Regions from separate parts of the Rattus norvegicus genome. Here region 2 is linked to region 1. Evidence: chromatin contacts called from public HiChIP or PLAC-seq data. All regions are on one chromosome and are shown on one strand. The core of a region is the stretch at or near the end of the contact, and the rest is flanking DNA. Distances in the headings are between cores, read along the strand shown. Region 1 holds the start of Negr1 (neuronal growth regulator 1). Region 2 holds the start of Zranb2 (zinc finger RANBP2-type containing 2).

Region 1 (6,396 bases), core at 350-2,849:
AGTCATACCTCAAACCTACATCATTAAATTTAAAACGTTGCCTGCTTCAATCATAAATAAGCATTCTTCCCCACCTTAGACATGCATGTATTATACTGGCTTCATGTAATCTGTACTCATAAGCAAACTACCACCCAGTGGAGAGAGCGAAGATCTTTCAGGGAGATTGGCAAAGCAAACCAGGTTGGGAGGGGTAGGTGGTTCTATGGGAAGTGAAGGAGTAAGGCAGGGCAGGGAACCCTGTTTAGCTCTTAAGTATTACTGGTCATCAATTTATATCTAATTGGAAAGGAAATCTTCCCTGGGCACACTTAGCAGTGTGCTTTCTGGGAAAACAGGTTGGGGGGTGGGTCCTTTCACGACAAACACTCTGTCCACACGCTCAGCTCAGTGAAAATAGAGGAAAACAAGAGGGAAAACTAAAGAGAGAAGAGGAAGGGAAGTGTGTGGGGCGGGGGCGTTCACGTGTGTGGTGAGTGTGGAGTTCACCCTTTAAACACTGAGGGAGAATCTGAGTGTGAAGTGTTCCTTACAGGAGGGAAGTGCCAGTGTGTGAGAGGACAGAAGAGCTGAGAGGGAGTGTGCTCATAAAATCGAGATTTATGGGATTTGAAAATGGTACTGGACCTTCAGTGTGGGTGTGACAGAAAAGTGCATGGGAGGCAAAGCTAAAGACAGATGAGGGTCTGGGAGGGGAAGACCGGGGCTATGGTGAGGAACAAAAATTAGTGGAAAGGGAAATCTGGAGAAACGGGGAATAAGGAATGACAGGACCTAAGGTGAGGGCAAAACAGTGGAAAAGGAATAGAATAGGGGTAAACAGGAGACAGGAGGCAATGGGGTGACTGAAGAGGGAGTTGGACAAACTGGATAGGGGAAGGAGGAAGAGAAAAACAAGGAAGGAGAATAGCTACAAGAGGGGGAGAAAGCTGAATGGAATATTTGGATCTTACTGTTCAAGTGAGAGGGAAAATAAATGGAGCACAGAGCCAGCAGTTGAGAAAAGTCGCTTACGGAGTGAAGCAGAAACAAGCCCTGTAAACTTGTCAGACTCCTGGAGTACTGCTGGCAGCAGAGCGGAGACCCAGCTACAAAGTGGCACCTGCCCCTCCTTCAAACCCCATACTCCCTAACCCCGGGCAGCCTAGAAAGCTTTCCCTCTCTCCCTAATCCAACCAGTCCCCTGCCCCGGGGTCCGGGAGCCCGGGAAGGGTCATGCGTGGCTAGCCTGAGGTGTGGTGTTTTTGCTCGTGAGCAACAGCAGGATTCACGCTCGCAGTAAAGCAAGGTGCAGAGAGGGAAAGGGACGGAAAGACAGACTGAGGCAAGTGTGGAGAGGGCGCGCGGTCCCTACCTGAGCACCGCCGTGTCACCTTTCCTCACCAGCATGTTGTCCACGGCCGCCCAGGGGAAGTCCACGCTCTGCCCAGCCGGGAGGCAAGAGCACAGGCTCAGAAGCACCGCCGCCAGCCACTGGTTCGAGCAACAAGCGCCCTGCGCCAGGAGCACCATGTCCGTGCCTGCCAGGCTGCTCGCTCTCCGGCAGCGTCGGCTCCCACCCCCTGCTGCTGGCGAGGCTGCCCGATAACCAGGCGGCGCGCCACACGAGATTTTTTTTCCTCTTTTCCTTTTTCTGAGTGGGTGGGTGGGTTTCTTCTCTTTCTCGCCCCCTCCCTAGTTGTCGGGCGTAGTTTCCCTCTTTCCCCGGCCTCGCCTCCTTTCTGCTTCTCTGCAGCTTGCCTTCCCTCCCTCCCCTCCCGCCCCCTGGCACCGCGCTCCACCTCCTTCGGGGCGCCGGGCCGCGTCCGGAGCGTAGCTAATCCCTGGCGGCCGCACACCGTCCTGCGAGGCGGCGAGCAGAGCGCGGGAGGCGGCGCAGGCAGCGCGGGGCGCAGCAGCGGCCGGCGGCCCCCGGGCTCGCGCGCGTTGCCAAGCGGCCGTTTCCGTAGCAACCCCGCCCGGGGATGGAGGACCAAGCTGGGAGGGGGGCCGAGAAGCGAAAGAGATACATCAAAAAGAGGGAAGGAGAGGGACAGGGAAGCTAGGGCGACTGAGGATACGCCGAGGTCTAGTCCGGCTTGACAGCACGAGCTAGAGAGCTTTGCGAGCCGCGGGGCTGGGAAGTCAGGGCATGGGGGCCAGGCCGGCCCTCCGGTTCTTTCAGCTCCCCGGGCCCCCGACTTTAAAGTGCTCAAGTTGGGGTCGGCGCCATCATGACGCCCAAGACTGTGAGTGAGTTGGCTTTTTTGTTGTTGTTGTCTTGTTGTATGGGTTTTTTTTTTTTTAATCCTGACTAGCTAGTAGCGCTGTTAAGAAACTGCCAGCTAGCCTCTCTCTCTCTCTCTCTCTCTCTCTCTCTCTCTCTCTCTCTCTCTCTCTCTCTCTCTCTCTCTCTCTCTCTCTCTCTCTCTCCCCTCTCTCTATCCTCCCCTCCCTTCCTTATTTTTCTTTACAGTGCTTATGTCTTTTCACCCTCTTTTGGAGATGAGCGGGGATTGTGGCAGCACTGCCGCTCTGCGGGAACACTATTCAGGCCTGCGGACCGAAAGCTAGTGCGTGTGTGAGTCCGCCTGTGCGAACTGGAGAACGCCTGCCCTTCTCTGTGCGTCTTGATTCTAACTTGCGCATGAGTGTGTGTGAGCGTGTGGTGTCAGCACAGAGTGTGCACTTGTGAGAGGGAGACAGTGTACAGGGCGCGTGCGGGGCCCGGGAGCGCGCGACACGCAGGCGCAATGGGAGGGATGGGCGGGCCTTGCTGGGATGCAGAGTTGGAGGAGGCTGCAATCAGTGTTTTAATTGTGTGGAGCTAGGCGGTTCTGTTATGTAAGAGGCAGTTTAACCCATTTGAGCCTATTGGGCGGAAGACTCGCGCATTAGGTTGAAGCCAAGGCATTCCTCGGCTTTAAGGAGTCCCTGTGTATTATTTTTTTTTTCACCGACTACCAGCTGGGTTGAACCTGCCTCCTTTGAGCAGTAACCTCAACCCCTCAAGCTGCAAGCAGTGCCCTGGCCGTCTGCTAGCCGACGCCCAGGTCAAGGCAAAACTGGGTACAAAGCACAGGGTCATCCCATAGTCCACTCTCCCCCCCCCCCCACTCCGCCCCCTTCTGGCACTCATTTTTAGCATTAAGATCCTAGAGCTCTTCCAGGCGATTTGCAAATCAATGAGAGAATCTGAATCCAGAACAGCGGTTCCAGTGCCCGTGAAGAGTTTGGGAAGCTGGTGGTTAGAAATAACTTACCCTCCCCACTTGGTCCACCCCCCCCCCCTCCTGCCAGTAGTGGTATTTACAAAACACATTCGTCTTTCACTGATGCTCATTTGAACTCCTTCTTTCTCAACGCCTGCAGGGCGCCGCAGTAGAGCGCACTGAAGCAAGGATCTCTGCAGGGGTCAGCATCCGGCTTCCTCCCCAGACTGAGTTCTTGATGAGGCAGGCAGGAGTCGTAGTTGTTGGTGGTACCCAGGGTGGCTTTTTGTTTTTTATTTTTATTTATCACAGTGTCTTAAGGATAGATGGGGTAGGGCCAACAACTCACATCGCCCGAGACCACCCAAACCGACTTATCCAGGAGCCTCTAAACAACATCACTACCCTGCAGAAGATTCCCTGTGAGGCACAGCAATTAACCAAGAGGTTTTTTTGCAGGAGCTACTGATCTGATTAGTATTCAGGCTTAATTCTCAGAACCCGCTCGGGAATTGAAAGTGCGGTAGTATTCAGCCGCATTTCGAAACATCAATAAAATGTTAGTCATTTGCGGATGAATGAAAACATTTTTCTTTACCGTCTGCTGTGCTAGGGAAATTATTGTCAAATGACAGCCTCCCACTAATATTGGTGCCAGATACCTAAAGCTCTCCTCTTGTGTACTTCATTTAACATTCTTGGCAGCGCACTCTGGATAAAGCTTAAAATTATCTAGGACAAACGAGGTATTAGAAGACTTGACTTCCCACTACCTGGCCAACTAGTTCCATGCGGTATTATTTCGCTATCGATAAACTAGACGCCAATGAAAAGAGGCAGAAGGCTCAGCTTCTGGCATTGAGCCAAAGTTTAATGATATTGTATGCAGTGATCGAAGAGCCAGTGCCTTCGAGTACAAGCCACTGAAAGACGTTCTTTCCTAACTGCTTTCCCCAGAGACTAACATCTTCAGCGGTGATGGGAGGGAGGGGGGCGGCGTTGGATGGGATTGTGTGGGGGGGGGGTGTTCTGTGGCCAAGGAGTGAGCTCTGCAGCAATTTTAATATGTACAACAACCCTTCAGGCTTGTAAACCGAAACTGGAGCCACTTCTATTTAAAGGCAATGAGTTTCCCTTCCTGTTTCTAGTTTCTATCTGGGCTTCTAGTCAATGATCAGAAAACACTTAACTCTTACAGAACCAATCCAGGTAAAAGTGAAGGGGAAACCAGGGTGATCAATGTTGGAAATGAAAGAACAAATGAAAGAACCCCAATTTAACTCTTCAGGATATTAGAATTTTTTTGTAAGTCTGGCACAGTTAAGGAATGCATGCAGGGCAGTTGCTCTATCCCAGCACGTTTATACTGTCCTCTGATTAAACGGGGAAATGGGAAGTAAGTTTAACCTCATGTGACTGTGGCTTACCTTTTGACCCTTCTGAGGGGTCATATCTGAGGGGATTTTTTTTTTAGGTTTCCAGCATTTGCTTCTGAGGTCTCAGAATCCATCCCAGTAGAGATATAAATTCTGGAATTCTTGGTTCTAGAGCAAAACCAAGTAAGAAAATGAAACAGGGGGCTGGGGATTTAGCTCAGTGGTAGAGCGCTTACCTAGGAAGCGCAAGGCCCTGGGTTCGGTCCCCAGCTCCAAAAAAAAGAACCAAAAAAAAAAAAAAAAAAAGAAAATGAAACAGGTAGAATAAAAGGCCACACTATCTTCAAATGTCTGGTGACCTGATGGGGTTTCATGGGATGGAACCCTGGTCAGATGTTATAGAAGCTGACAGAGATGCTGTGTCTTACTTTGTAAGCATGTGTCTCGCTATTTCTAAAGAAATCAAATGACCGATATGGAGTTGATTCAGAACAGCCATGTGGAGCCAAGTGGTGATGACCAGCACTTGTCCATTGGTCTCTCCTCATGCCTATGACTTATGTTTTTAAACACTCAATGGTCCTGGAAAGGAGACTGTTATAAAAGGTCTTTAGAGTTTTGTTTTAAGATTCAATAGTGCAAATGAGATCACTATTATAAAACATAGGGCAGAAAGTAACTGCTTTATTTGTTTTTTGTTGATGGTGAGTGAAGCCAGCTTCAACTCCCAGCTCACTAGTCTCTGTGCATGGAGAATTTTAGGCAGGGCAGGACCTAGCATCTAAGTGAAAGCCAGGCTAACTGCTCGATCACTTGCCCAGTGATTCATTTTGAGTTAAACAAACAGGCTTAAGTTTGAGGCATTTTTAATACACTGTAAAACATTAAAAACAAACCACCAACAACAACACCTTTAGGGAATTGTTAGAGATTCTCAGCCGAGCCCCTTAGAAGTTTGGAACCAGGTAACTAGGATGGCCTTGGCAAATGCTCAGGAGCTCTGTGGCCTCAGCAGATAAAAGTTATCAGCACCAGGACAGGGTGACTGCACTATCATTCTCCAACATCACTAAGTATCTTGCCTCACAGAACCATTCCAAGTTAAGAACTGAACATTCGGTCAGAGGTCACAATTATAAACATCTGTGTAGTTAACCTCCCCCCCAACTCACACGTACACAAAGATACACACAGACACGTACATACACACATATACACACAGACACACAAACACAGACACACACATACACACACACATACACACACACAGACACACACACAGACACACACACAGACACACATACATACACACACATACACACACATATACACACACATACATATACACACATACACACACATACACATACATATACACACATATACACACATACACACACACACACACACACACACAGACACATACACACGCATTGATGAGGCAGGGCTGTGGCCCACACCATACTGCCTTGAAGTTTACCAAGACAGACATGATCCTCATAAGTCAGGCTACACTTAACTCTGATTCATTGAAGAGATCTGGTTAGACAAATTGGGGAGGATGTAATAATTAGCCCCAATTCAACACTTTCCCGTGGCCCACATGTACTGTGCTGTGGCCATATACTGTGACCAGCTCTCTTGGTGCCTGGAGTGTGTCCTTCCCCCATATGCAGGTCTTTGGTAAAGGCTGCTCTGAGGTAGGTGCAGGGGAAAGTCCTCTTAGATTTAGGTCAGAGTTGAAATGACAAGTCTCAGCTTTAAGTGATTAACTGCCTTCCAGGAAGAGCTGCCTCTGGCCTTTGTGCCTCTGTGTTTCTTACATTAGA
Region 2 (6,732 bases), core at 2,194-4,693, 950 kb before region 1:
ATTCTTACCTGTTCTTTCTTCTAATTTAGCATACTTTGGAGTATTACACATGTTACACTCTGATCTTCTAGCCCAATTCACATTACTGCAACTACGATTATAAAACAAAACCAAAAAAACATTAAACCAGAAGGCCCCTAAACATTGAAAAAATACTATTAAAAACATTATGGTAAAATAATTAGTACAGAGCAGTGTTCATTAAGGAATAATAGGAATTAAATAAAATAATCTATTCAATATAAATTAGACTGAGAAGTGACATAACTAGAAATAAACTACCTATCATTTCTGAATCTACAGAGTATGGGTCTCACCTTTCACAAACATGCTTGCTATTCTTAGTGCCATATGAGAAATCCTTTGCAGCTCACTAAATCATGTGACTTACTTTGTAAGACAACTTCCCTGTATAGGTTCAAGGTCTATCCACAGGACCAGGCTTTATGTAAGATGCTTTTCTGGTCCAGTGCTCTTTCATATATGTAGAATATATTTACATAGCACAAACCGTGGAGATTGAGAAAAATCAATACAAAATAAAACTCTAAACCTGAAAGAAAATATTGTATATTTTTTAAGGTATCATGTGGCTGCTGGGAATTTAACTAGGGTCCTCTGGAAGGGCAGTCAGTGCTCTTAAGCGCTAAACTACCTCTTAAGCCTAAAAGGTAACAACAAAGAAATCTAAGAAGCAATTTTTATGGTAGTCAACTTATGATTTTCAAGTTACTTTCATATTATGAGACAAAAAGTAAAAACAAAACAAAACAAAATTCCCAAGTCATGCAATTATTCAGAAACAAGAAGTAGACTAGTGTCTTCAATGCCCCCAGCCCTCTGGTTATCAGCTCATTAACCACTACCACAGCAGCAACTGGAAACACCCCTGAAAGACACCACTTAAAATTTCCCTTACACTATACTTAGATTAATTAATACGTGTTTGGATTAAAATAGCATAACATCTTACATAATTAGCAAGAGTTCGTCATGTTAATTGGAACATTTTGTTGCAGTAACAAGACAGTAACCAGAAGCACATACGTTTTGCACTGCCAATCATTGGCACTAAATAAGCCCCGGCTCTTCTCTGCCAGTGTCTTTCCTATTTCTGTTCCCCCAGCTTTCATCATCTTGGCCTCAGTTGTCTTCTCTGCAAACAGACAAAGAACTTGACATAAATCCTGGGAAATAAATAATGATCTGCATACACAGTATTAAGAGAACTGTCCGTTAGCACTCACCTCGACCACATCTGTTACAGCTGGTTCTTCTGGCGAAGTTTACATTTCCACACCTGAAAATAAAATGAGAAACACTTACCAAGTACTAATTTCTAGATACTTAAAATGTTTACATTTTAAACTGTCCCTGGAACACAGAACAAGCTTATCCCATCATGTTAATATCAGCTTCAGCGGGAAGAAACAAGAGCTGGGTAAAAATCTCAACCTTGTGCTTTACAGCTATGGGAACCACTTCAGGATCCAAACCTTGCTATCTTCAAACTTGCATGCATCATTAGACATAAAAGCCCCTTGTTCCAAGTGTCATCAGACTCTTCTATAACAATTAGACAAGATACCAGAGAGATTTACAAAAAGGAGTATCAAATGAACTCTCAGTACAAGTAATATATGTGATGAGTTTTAGAAGACGCATAAAATTCAAGCTGGGTGTTGGCACAAGCTTTAATCACAGAACTTGTGAGTCAGAGGTTGTGAGCCAGAGGCAGGCAGATCTCTGTGAGTTTCAGAACAACCCTGGCTACACACACAAGAGAAATTCTGTCTAGAAGAAAAAAGGAAGGAAAAAAAAAAAATCACAAAATCCTAGGGACGGCTCCACCAGAAAAGAACAGGTATAGAAGGACTCCAGAGAATTGATGAAATGTTCTTTGAGGTAGAAAGTGGGATGATAAGAAAAAGACTGACTATATTAACTAAAAACATAACTAAGTAGTAAAGAAATTTGAGTTTACAGTATTTAAGAAATCTAAAACTGCAAAGAACAAGAAATAAAAACACAACCAACCTAATAAGTGTAACCTTATGACATTAAATATTTTAAGTTTTTATATACTTGCACGACTGTAGTATTTATCAGTTAAAGCATGTTAGATACTTAATTTAATGCTTCAGAAGCCACCACCCGATTTTAAAAATGAATGAGATAAATAAGTGAATGGAAGTCTAACACTAAACTGAATGACTCCATATAACTTTATGGTTGCTCTTCCCTGTTAAAAAAATACACAAGTTCCAAGTCACACTAAAAATATGTTTTGGAAACTGTCTCCTTGATTTACATATTCGGTAGAAATAACATTTTGTTTCTGCCGAGTTTAGGTGTACAGTACTTTGAAGGAAGAGTCTTCCCATAATATATGGGTGTTTTCAGTAAGACACAGAGCACATTTCAGAGTCTCCTAGATGGTAGAGGCTAGTGTCTTAATCTCTGAAGGATTCCAATGTGTCACACAGTTCCCTGCAGTGACAGACCAGGAGGATCTCGGTTCTAGTCTGCTGACTTGGTGTGCTTAAGCCTGATAACATCAGTTAGATACCAACCAAGTGAATGTGAGTGACATCATTTCCTTGCTTTCCACACACCACCCATGTTATTTCGGTGTTAACTGTAATCGAGCAATGTATTTTCTAGCAGAGGTACTTCAAGCTACATGCTCTGCAGTAGACAGAACTAAGAGTAAACCCGGGTTTCCTTCAGCTCTGGCTCTGGCTTTCCAAGAACACGAGCTGGTACATCAGTTTAAAAAAACAAACAAACAAACAAAAAACAGGGACACCTATTCAGTACGATCTCCGTGGCCAAAAGCGGAGCACACCGGCTTCCCGGCCACGTACGCGCCCAGGCCTCCTGGCTCTAGGCAGGAGGGTGAGAAAAGCCAAGTCACTGGGGACGGTCAGGCCCGAAAGCACGGCGGCCGCAGCGAGGAAGGGACCGACAGCGTGTAGCCCCGGTAAAGCTACTGAGTCGAGAGCTCTGCTCCGCGCGGGGTCACGTGCGGGCCGCCCGCGACCGCTCAAGGCCGGCGGCGACCGCCCCGCCGTCCCCACAAAGGCCGCGGCCCCGTCGCCGCCCTCACAGGGGCCTCCCTGCCGGCCCCGAACCCACGCCGCCCCGACGCACTCACTTCTTGTCAGGGCAGATCCAGTCCCCGTCACTAACTCGGAAATTCTTGGTCGACATCTTGGACGCCAGCAGCAGTGCCGCCCGCAGCGACGTCCCCACCGGAGCCGCGGGGCCTCGCGCCGGGCTGTCCGCGCGCCGCCGGACCCGCCCTCCCCTGGGGGTGGGGGAGAACGCAGACCGCCTGACAGCGAGCCTGGAGCAGCAGTGCGGAGACGACGCCCTAGAGTCAGCAGCTGGTCCAGAAGCTCGGCCTCGATGCGGCCTCACGGAGTTCCTGAGCAGGCGTTGTGAGGACAGCCCGGCACGGCAGCCATCGTAGCAGAGCTCTCCTCAGGCCGAAGGACCCTAGAGAAAGACACTTCCGCTTCCGGGGCGGGGCTAAGTGCTCAGAGGCGGAAGTGACTCGGCGAGCCTCGGCAGCCCACGGGCTTGCGCGTTGCCTAGGGTTCACTCGGGCGAGCGATAAGGTGGGCGGTTCGAGTCTTGGGAGAAGATATTTTATTTTTATTTTTGGACAGAGTCCGAGGCCTAGCCCAGGTTTCTCCGGACTTTACTGTTTCGTCCATACCACTTCGAACCTCTGTCAGGTTCTGTAGGCCACGTCAAAACGCTAGGCTTTTTCCTGTGAGAAAACAGAGTCTTACTTTTAGCTCCACCTGGCTTGTGTAGTCCGGTTGCTTAGTATTTGGACGGAAAAGTCATTCTAATAAAGGGAGACAACTTTCCTTTTTGGGCTGTTGTTTAAAAACTTAGCTTTTAAAATACTTGATATCTGTAAGAGATAAGACCTGAACACGGAAGAGCCATCCAAAGGTTTTAGGAATAGAACATTGTCAGTATTGATACAATTACTAGTGTCTTCTGACCCCAGCTCACTACCTTTCCCCAGATTTAACACTGGCCCTTTGGGTTTATACTCTTGCTTTATAAAAGACTTAGTTCATATACTGTAGGCTTATTTTTTAAAGTGAGAAACAGGGATAATCTGCTGTTACAGGGGGTTGCTTTTAGTTCGGCATAGATTCTGAGTTTGCAGACAGTTGCATGTAGCTCACTTTTATTTTAATGATACATATCCAGAATTCTTTCTTTTGACAGTTAAGCTCCAAACCCTGCCCTTTGTCACAATTATTCTTATAGTTAACCCACAAAACCCATGTTTTGCCATTGTTGATCAACACTCGTGAACATCTATACACACAGGTTCTTGCATTTACATGGGGTTTCTAGCATATAGCTCATCCAGGAAAAACGTTGTTAAACTGTTTTGGTTTTAATGTAACACCTTTGATAATTATATCCATCTTGATCATCTCACCTGAAAGCTGTTGGTTGCATTTTATTTTGATAGTTGTCCACACTTTCCCAGCTATTTGGCACTGTATAATCACTGGGGTTTTTTTTTTCCCTGGATTTTTATCTTGGGTAATGTAGAATTTTTATTTTCTTTTAGCAAGCAATCCTTTGGTTGTCATCACAGGCTCAGTCTTGGCGTGTGAGTACTGGTTCTATATCAGTTGGCTCCTCTGAGTATTTGCTGTGCTTTAAACAAATTGCTTTTATGTGTATGGTTGTTTTGTCTATATGTATGTCTGTGTACCACATGCATGCTGGGCGCCCTCAGAGGCCAGGAGAAGGTGTGGATCCTCTGAAACTGGATTTACAGATGGTTGTGAATCAGCATGTGTGGACTTCTGGAAAAGCAAGCAGTGCTCCGAGCCAACTCTCCAGCCCCTGCTGTCTTGAGTCTGTCCTACATATAAACACTTGGATTGTTTTAGTATCTTAGTAATACTTTTAATTGTAGTTCATTACATGAATCAGTTCCATCCCGCTTTGCTCAGTTGATACTTGAACACAGAACTTGGTTGGATTCATACTAGATTTGGAGGACAAACCTCTCCATCCATCTTTTTTTCTTAGATTCCTCTCATGTAGTCTGTCTTGCAGTGTTCCCCCATTCCTTTTTTGTGAGAGATTTCCCTTGGATTTTTAGCAGCTTGTCATAGCTATAGCATTTGACTAGGGCCCTAACAAAGGGTGAAGTGGTGAGGGAAAGAGAAAGTGTGCTATGCTTTTCCGCCACACTTGGAAGACTATGGAGACTTCCTTTCCTTGTATAGTTTCTCCTGTACTTTCACTCTGGGTGGGAGGAGAGCTGTGAAACATTTAAGTATTTCCTTACAAACCGGTAGCTCACAGATATGCATTTCCCCAGTTCATATGGCTGGAAAAATGTTTTTTAAATTAATTCAATTATTACTGATTGTGCCTTTACTATAGATTTACTAGCTAGATGCCTGGCCAGCTACAACAGAAAAATAGCAAAATGAAATGAAGTAACCAACAAACACACACTACTAAGCTTTGGCTCTCTGTGGTAGTTTGCCCACAGATAAGGGCAAGTTTTATCTAAGTTTTCCATATGGTTAATGGAGAAAGACAGACAACAGTGAACCTGTTCTGTCTTCTGTTGCTGCAAGTCATGGAACTACAAAATAAACCATAATGTGTAAAACTATGATCCATTCATCAAAGTGAATGAAGAGGGGTAGAGGGTGGCCAGAGTCCTTATTGTACATTGTAGGCAATGTGTCCTCATCTGCACATGGATTGATTTATATTATTTTAGTTTCATCATGGTGTGGATATGATACCCAGGGTGTTTCAAAGTTTGAATTGTCAACTTTTTGTAATATAGCGACATTGATATACTTGAGATTCTGGGTAGTAACAGTGAGCTGTCATGAGGGTGAAGGACTTATACTCTATAGTGTACAGTGTCACAAAGTTATTATGCTCAGTCAGTTAGGCATGTTCAATTTATTTTCAGCTTACAATAGGTTTGTCTTGTGGAATTTTCAATCCAGTGAGCTTTATGTAACCCCAGAGCAAGTCAAGTAGCATTTTTTTAATTTGGAAAATACTTGTCAGACCCAACTAAATCTGAACAAATGCATGTATACACTATGACCCTGAAACTTCTTAGGGTGTTTCCTAAGCCCTGCAAATGTTTCTACTGAAGGTATGTATAACAGTGTTCATAATGTCATTACTCATGTTGCTCCCAGTTGTAAGTTTCCAGATTTTGTTAATGGGAGCCAGAGCAAACAGATAATCACATAGTCATTTAGTAAAATGCAACATGCAACAGTAAGAATGACATTGAAGCTGCATTGAACATTGTGAATGTTACCCACATTAAACTGAGAAATCCAGACACAAGATGGAAAAGCCTGTATCATTCCATTTAGGTTCAGTTTAATAACTTCAGAGTTAGTCTTGTACAGTGGTCACCAATGAGACTGGGATTGTAACCAGAGTTAGTAAAATGTCATGCAGTTATTATAATAAAGGAGTAACTGTAGTTATAGTTTCTAGGATAGTCAAGTTAATAGAAAGATCCTCTGTAGTCAGTCTGAGATAAAATAAGCACAACTTAAAAGTATGTCTGCCAATAACCACAACAGGTGAGTTCACAGGCCATAGATGGCTTTTCAGGGAGGGATATTCCTAGGGTAAAGAGTAATTCTCTATTAGAATGAAAGAAAAGTACAATTACCCATTTTTTTTATT

Evidence for each region. HiChIP or PLAC-seq counts read pairs in DNA pulled down with a chosen protein or histone mark.
Region 2: a contact with region 1 is called in an H3K27ac HiChIP or PLAC-seq map of oligodendrocytes, with 5 times the contacts expected there. The contact joins the promoter of Zranb2 here to the promoter of Negr1 in region 1.

What each region holds. Positions count from the first base shown.
Region 1 is chr2:248,278,679-248,285,074 of GRCr8, reverse strand. Negr1 (neuronal growth regulator 1) reads right to left here and starts at 1,599. Exons shown (of 7, transcript NM_021682.2): 1 at 1,355-1,599. The coding sequence starts at 1,512.
Region 2 is chr2:249,228,721-249,235,452 of GRCr8, reverse strand. Zranb2 (zinc finger RANBP2-type containing 2) reads right to left here and starts at 3,443. Exons shown (of 10, transcript NM_031616.2): 1 at 3,158-3,443; 2 at 1,248-1,300; 3 at 1,048-1,156; 4 at 9-91. The coding sequence starts at 3,213.